2 separate regions of the Mus musculus genome follow, and region 1 is linked to region 2. The links are chromatin contacts, called in public Hi-C maps. All regions are on one chromosome and are shown on one strand. The core of a region is the stretch at or near the end of the contact, and the rest is flanking DNA. Distances in the headings are between cores, read along the strand shown.

Region 1 (3,205 bases), core at 239-2,738, 420 kb after region 2:
GTTGTTCGTTTGTGTTTTTTGTTTTCCTTTTCCAGATTTGAGAATTTATTTTGCTTGGAAATCTCAACAAGGGGAGACAGAAGAGGAACTCCCACAAGATACCCGTCATTTGGCTGCCTAAAGAACTGCAGTGTGTTTTGAATTTTGGCTTAACTCTCTCCTCCCCCAGTGCCTTGCATAGACTAGGCTCACACTTCTAACGCACTCCACAGCAGAGGGATTACAAGGATGTACTTTGAGGCCATGAGGAGGAGGCTCTAACAGTGTGTTCTCGCTATTCACTTGGAAGGCAAGAAGCTCTCCCAACGCATGACAACAGGTTTCTAATGTTCGTCACTAGCATCCTAGGGAGATCCTCCCAGTGGGTTTTACATTTTAACAGCGGGATGCATGACTCCATTCTAACATGCCTGGTCTCACCTCAATGGCTCTCGCCTGGAGTGACTTTGTCCCCACTGTCTAGAAATATTTCCAGCATCACAACTTGGGATTGATTGCGAGGGAGTCCAGAGAGGCTACTGAACATCTACAGTACACAGCTGTAGACCCCACCCACAGGAAACAACCTCCTGGCTCCGACTCAACGGCTCTGCCCTCAGTTGGTTAGCGCCCACTTGATACATGAGGCAGCTTAGCGTGGCCTCTCCCAAGTAAAGAGCCACAAGTAGTCATGGAACGCAGGGGACACTGCCCACTTCAGCGCAGCCCCACCAACTATTCCTAGAAACTGCACTCCACTTAGGCGAAATCCACCAACCGCTTTCTTGTTTTTTGTCTTTGGTGGTAGGGATATCCCTATGGAGCTTTGAAGCTTTGAAGTTGCCATTCTCCTGCCTTTGCCTCCTGAAGAGCCTATGACTTTTCAAAGAGAAAGAAACGGGGCCCAGAGAGGGTAAGTAAACTGTCCAAGGTCACACAGCAGACTCGGAGCTCCTAAGGTCCAGCCCTTTGGCAGACCTTGGTTCTCTCTCTAGCGGAGACCCAGCGAGTCACCCCTGGGGTAAGGTCACCCCTGGAAGAAGGTCCCGGAATCAGATAGCTAGCTGCCATCCTGCGATCTGTCCCCTGAGGCAGACTGACCCAGGCAGGAGTCCCCGGCCAGGTCACAAGAGGACACAGCAGGGAGGTGAGCAGGGAGGAAGGGTCGCTCGGGGGCTCTAGCTCCCCACGATCCCCATCGCGATCCGGGTCGCCCCAGGAAGTCAGGCCAAAGAAAAGGGGTGCAGAGAGAAGGGGATCCGCAAGGAGAGAGCATGCCGGCCACCTCCCAGGGCCCCGCCTCGGGCTTCTGGAGCACTCAGCCCCAGCCCCTTCTCTGCACCTTCTGACCCCTGACCCTTGCCCTCGGGCCAAGATCGCGCACCCCTCGGATCCTTACACGCGCCGTCCCGGGATCCCGCACTGTGCACTGGGTCTGCACAGCGTAGCTCAGCCCGCAGTTGCCGCCGCCAATATCCCCAGCGCGGAGCCTCAGCAGCCGCCACCGCCGCCTCACCGCTGCCACAGCGGCAGCTGCGCCAGCCTTCGCATCCGCCGACTCCTGTCACTCAGCCCCGAAAGCCCCGCCCACGGCCCTAGGCCACAGCCTACTGGCCATCAGAGGGGTCGCAATGAAATTTGACAGGGTAGACTACACGTCACTCAGCGTTCTCACAGCCCTCCTCCCAAAGGGAGGGCGGGGCGAGGAAGCAACACCCCTTTCCTCCCCACCCCACCCCCACCCCCGCCTCACTCGCGCAACCAACAGGAATCCTGCGTCTTTCCATTGGCGAAACGTCAGAGAGGCGGGGATTTTGATTGGCCATCTTTCAGGAGGCGGAGCCAACGCAACCCGATTCGAAGTTAAATGGTGAAAAAGAATGTCAGTCAAACTCAAAGTCCCGCCTTCTAAGAGTGGCTCGTAACCTAGCAACATAAGGGCCGCCGAGTTGCTTAACTGTGGGCCAAGAAACTTGCATCTTGAGGAGCTGGTGAGTGACAGCGGGGAAGCCCCAGGCTGCAGGCTGTGTGCACCTAGTAGGCACGCCGTCCAGTGATTTCTCCCCTCCAGGCGTCCGCGCCCCACTTGCCATCCCGTCCAGCTCCAGGTCCTCACTCCCTTGCCCAACCTCCATCCTGTCCTCCTCTAGGCCTCCTGCAAGCACCATCAAGTATCCTCTTCTGATAGTCTTGCTTCCTGTCTGGTCCACCTGCCATTTCATAGTCCCTCTCCTCATCTCTTACTGATACCATTTGTGAAGTTCACATCGAGTGAACTTAGTTCAAGTAATTGGATGGGTTGGTTTGTTTTGGTGCCCACTGTCCGCACTATGTTCAGAGGTCAGCTTGCTGGGTGCGTGACCCCCTTCAGTGTATGCTTAAAATAAGGATTTGTTGTTTGTTTTGATTTTGGAACAAGGTCTCACTATGTAGTCTCGAACTCACTCTGTAGACCAGGCTAGCCTCAGACTCACAGAGATCCACCAGTCTTTGCCTTTGAGTACTGGGATTAAAAGCATGTGCCACCACCCTTGGTCTAATTAGGTTTTTTCCCCTTTAATTGTTAAAGTTTTATTATCATTATTAATATTATTATCACTATGTCTGCGTTGGTGGGGTATGTGAATGTGAATACAGACAAAGGGTTTTGGATCCTCTGGAGCTAAAATTAATTACGGGTGGGCAGTTGTGAGCCACCTGTCATAGGTGCAGGGGACTAAACTCTAGTCCTTTCAAAAAGCCGTACACGCTCTTTTAAAATAACGTAAAGCTTTATTTATTTTTACTTTATATGTATCTGTGGGTGCCTACGTGTATGTGAGTGCACAAGGTATGTTCACAACGTGTGTGTGCTGTGACTGCCAGGCTAATTGCAGTGATCCCCGCCACGACTTATTCTACCCTAACTCCCTCTGTCTAAGCATTTCCTAGGACATTCTCTTGGCTCATACAACGAATAATTCACATATTTAACATGGGCTTATTGAGTGCTTAGTGTGTGTCTTAGTTAGGTTTTGACTGCTCGCTTTACACCTTGACCAAGGCAACTCTTGTAAGGACAACATTTATTTGGGGCTGGCTCACAGGTTCAGAGGTTCAGTCCATTATCATCAAGGTGGGAGCATGGCAGCATCCAGGCAGGCATGGTGCAGGACGAACTGAGAATTCTACATCTTCATCTGAAGGCTGCTAGCGGAAGACTGACTTCCAGGCAGCTAGGATGAAG
Region 2 (3,334 bases), core at 260-2,759:
ACCTGGCCCTGGTTGAATTTTATTTTATTTTATTTTATTTTATTTTTTATTTGAATCATTGCCTCCTTTTGCCCCGTGGACCCGCCCACTGGGAGATGGTCCTCTCTTGGCCTGCTTGTCTCTACCCAGATCCCTTGGCTCTCGGACACTGATGGACCACACCGTTGCCCCCTCCGCTTTCCCTGTGGGATTGAATGGAGTCCTGTGTCAGTTTGTTTGGCCCCAAATAAATGGTGCAGCTCACAGATTCATCTCCTGCTCTCCCCCTCTCTCAAAACTCACTAGCTGTCGTGCACGCTGTTGTTTATTATTGTTTTCTTTCCCAGACTTTAAAAATAACAGTTGTCCCAGCCTGGGCGAGTTGCCCTCCCTGAGTGCTGGCAGGCGCGCTGGCATGAATCAGTGCTGCTCACTGCTCGCCGTCTCCCTTGCCCACCATCCCCCATGCCTCTCTGGGAAGCCTCCAAGGCCTTCCTTCCAGCCTGCTCTCCAGACACTGGCTCTGTCAGTGCCTGCAGTGGCATCTCTACTCCTGGCCTCGGGCTTGGCCGTCACTAGCTGCTTCCTCGGGTGCTGAAGGAGCACACGACAGGCCAAACCCTATTGCTCTGGAAAAGTGGTCACCTCCCAGCCGCCAACCTGGCATCCCCCAGACTTCCTACCAAGGCTTCCTCACAACCCTGAGCAGGGCTGGGTGGGTTTGAGGATCCTCCCAGTACCATGGGGTGGGGATTTTAGAGCCTTCCAGTATGATGGGGTAGGATACTAGAGCCTTCCAGTGCCATGGGTGGGGTTCTAGAGCCTTCCAGGATGTGGGGTGGGGTAGAGTTCTGGAGCCTTGCAGTGTCATGGGGTGGGTTCTGGAGCCTTGCAATGTTGTCGTGGGGTGGGTTCTGGGGCCTTTCTGCTAGTGTCAGTTGTCAGAAGTGTCCAGAAGGCCAGAGCTCCTCAGTGCTGTCCTCTAGAGCAGTTTACTTCCTTCTTCCACTTCCTCCTTTGCCTGGGAGTTCCCCAGGATGTGGTGGTCCCAGCTAGATACTCAGGAGCTGTTCAAGAGCACAGTGTAGCAACTGTGTCTAGAGTCGGGGGCAGGGGACTCCGTGAGGCAGAGTAGGAGGTGAGAGACTTCGCAGCAAGACCTCAGGTGGGGTCATTGTGGCTTGCCCCAGAGGATCACCCTGGTCATGATAGGGTGAGAGAGACACACAAAACAGAGAAGCTGGGGCAAGCTAAGCGTATGCTCACCCAGCAGTCAGCATATGCTTTCTACAGAAGGTGCCAGGTGCCACTGGGTCTGTCCAGCCATCAGCATCCAGGAGACACAGCATCAGTGAATAGCAGAGAGCCTTCCTAGAGTGCAGTCAGAACATGGAGGAAGAGAATTGAGCTGGGGGACCAACAAATGCCAGCCCCTTGCATATGCTCACAGAGGCCACCCCTAGGTCATAGCCTACTTTGCACTCTGCTCCCTTGGCTGCCTAGTGATCAGGGTTAAAGGTCGGTCTGTGTTTGCTTAGAAAGTCTCCACGTGAATGGTAAGCTGTCTGGCCAGGGGGCTCCAGAGGCCAGCACTCCTCCAGGCATGCCCAGTTCAGCTTGTCACTCAAGGCTCAGGAAGAGAGGTTTCCTTAGTCTCAGCCTTCAGGAGAGACTGTCTTGTACTTCGTCCGTCCTGTACCCTCCCTGCATGTCCCTAGAATACCCAGGTTATACAGTGCAGTGCAGCCACCACCTCTGTACAACATAGCTGCTCACTGCCATGTTTTTTCCAGTGTTTTAATAAAGTTTTATCAACAGCCAGCCATGTCTGTCCACTGGCTGCTTTCCAGGTACAGGGAGAGCCGAGTAGTCACAACACCATAGCCAGTTATGATCCGACCTTTATAGAAAATGTGTGTGCACCCCACCGTAACAGTGGCTGCCAACTGTCACTTCCTAAAGCCTTTTGGAATCTGCCACTGCTAACCCTGGGCCCTTGTCAACCACTCTGGGAAAAGGAAGGAGGGAAGGGGGGGGGGGAGTCTGCCTGAGCGCCTGTCCCTCCGTCTAGAGACTTGGTGCTAGATGAAGGAAGGCTGCCACCCTGTGCAACTGTGAGCGCCAGGCCACAGTGACAGCACGTGGCATCCTTCTCTCTGCCCTTTATACAGTCTTCCTTGGCCTAAAGGTTCTGCTTCCCTACAGCATGGGGATTGGGAATTCTTTTCCTAGAGACAATGTCAGGAGGCCATAGAGACCTTTGAGTCTTGGGGTACATCGCTCTGTACCCTTGCAGAGAAGGCAGCACCCAGTAGCCACACCTCAGCCATGCTTCAGCTCCTTCTTCACTGCCAGTTGGTGGTGGTGGAAGTGACCTGGCTGTCTAGCATTCTCAGTGGGGCATCTTCCCCCTTGCCCAGGAAGACCTGCCTTTCTCCTTTCCCCTTCCTATCTTCCTGGTCACCATCCCTGGTCAGGATCCAGTTGCCAGGAGGCTCTTTGCCCCTAACTTGGCTTTAGTATAGACAGTCAGTAGTTCTGGAGAACAACTACAAAGCAGCTTCACGCCTGCATGGTTGCCGATGATGTGCAACTGTCATTATGTTTTGAGTGTTGGAGTGCATCCCTAAAGTGACTGACAGGGTGTGGCAGGGTGTGTGAGGACTGGGAGGAAGGGGGAGAGGCTGATACAAGTCCAGGCACTCAGGAGAGGTGATAGAAGTCTGATAGAAGACTGATGGAAGTCCAGATGCTCTGTGGGGTGACCAGCCACAGCCCACTGTGACCTGCTCCAAGCAGGTGTGAGCAGGTGGGGCTGTGCATGCATTCTGGGGAGCAGGCCTGAGCAGCCATGGGTCAGTGGAAAGAATATTTTCTGGCTCAGTGCCCTGGCTTCGCCTGTGGGTCCCAGCCCCTGCTCACCTCATGACCCCTTCTTCCCACACCCTACCCTGGCTCCCAGAGCCTGCTTTTTTTTTTTTTTTAAGATTTATTTATTTATTATATGTAAGTACACTGTAGCTGTCTTCAGACACACCAGAAGAGGGAGTCATATCTCATTATGGATAGTTGTGAGCCACCAATAAGGTTGCTGGGATTTGAACTCTGGACCTTTGGAAGAACAGTCAGGTGCTCTTACTCACTGAGCCATCTCACCAGCCCCCAGAGCCTGCTTCTAATGAAGACCCTGAGACAGTTTAGTCTGAATGGTGCGTTCATCCTTGGTGTCATAATCCGACGGATTCGGATGGGAGAGGGTAGGGCAGGTCCCACACGGCCATACACACATCTGGAACACCTGGATCGCTGAGGTTTCTCGAGTTGGGGTGGAATTAACAGTCAAAACAAAACAAAA

What was found. Hi-C and Micro-C count contacts between places; a contact is called where the count stands out from the background.
Region 1: a contact with region 2 is called in a Hi-C map of the HPC-7 cell line, with 2.6 times the contacts expected there. The contact joins the promoter of Tpcn1 here to the enhancer-like site in region 2. A contact is called at or near these places in 2 of 39 promoter capture datasets (cranial neural crest and second pharyngeal arch cranial neural crest), 1 of 484 Hi-C or Micro-C datasets (the HPC-7 cell line), 3 of 115 datasets of contacts at active chromatin or transcription factors (embryonic forebrain, embryonic midbrain and neural tube) and 1 of 9 other capture datasets (pancreatic islet).

What each region holds. Positions count from the first base shown.
Region 1 is chr5:120,587,125-120,590,329 of GRCm38.p6, forward strand. It overlaps Tpcn1 (two pore channel 1), which reads right to left and starts at 1,489. Exons shown (of 28, transcript NM_145853.2): 1 at 1,379-1,489. Iqcd (IQ motif containing D) reads left to right here and starts at 1,899. Exons shown (of 5, transcript NM_029408.2): 1 at 1,899-1,970.
Region 2 is chr5:120,164,227-120,167,560 of GRCm38.p6, forward strand. All of the region lies in intron 21 of Rbm19 (RNA binding motif protein 19), which reads left to right. Among named protein-coding and RNA genes, the nearest start is that of Gm10390, 27 kb to the left of the region's middle. Within about 2 kb of position 1,510, at least 85 of the 459 cell types and tissues checked have an H3K27ac peak or open chromatin away from gene starts, as enhancers often do. A contact at or near this core is called in the HPC-7 cell line, where this site is marked.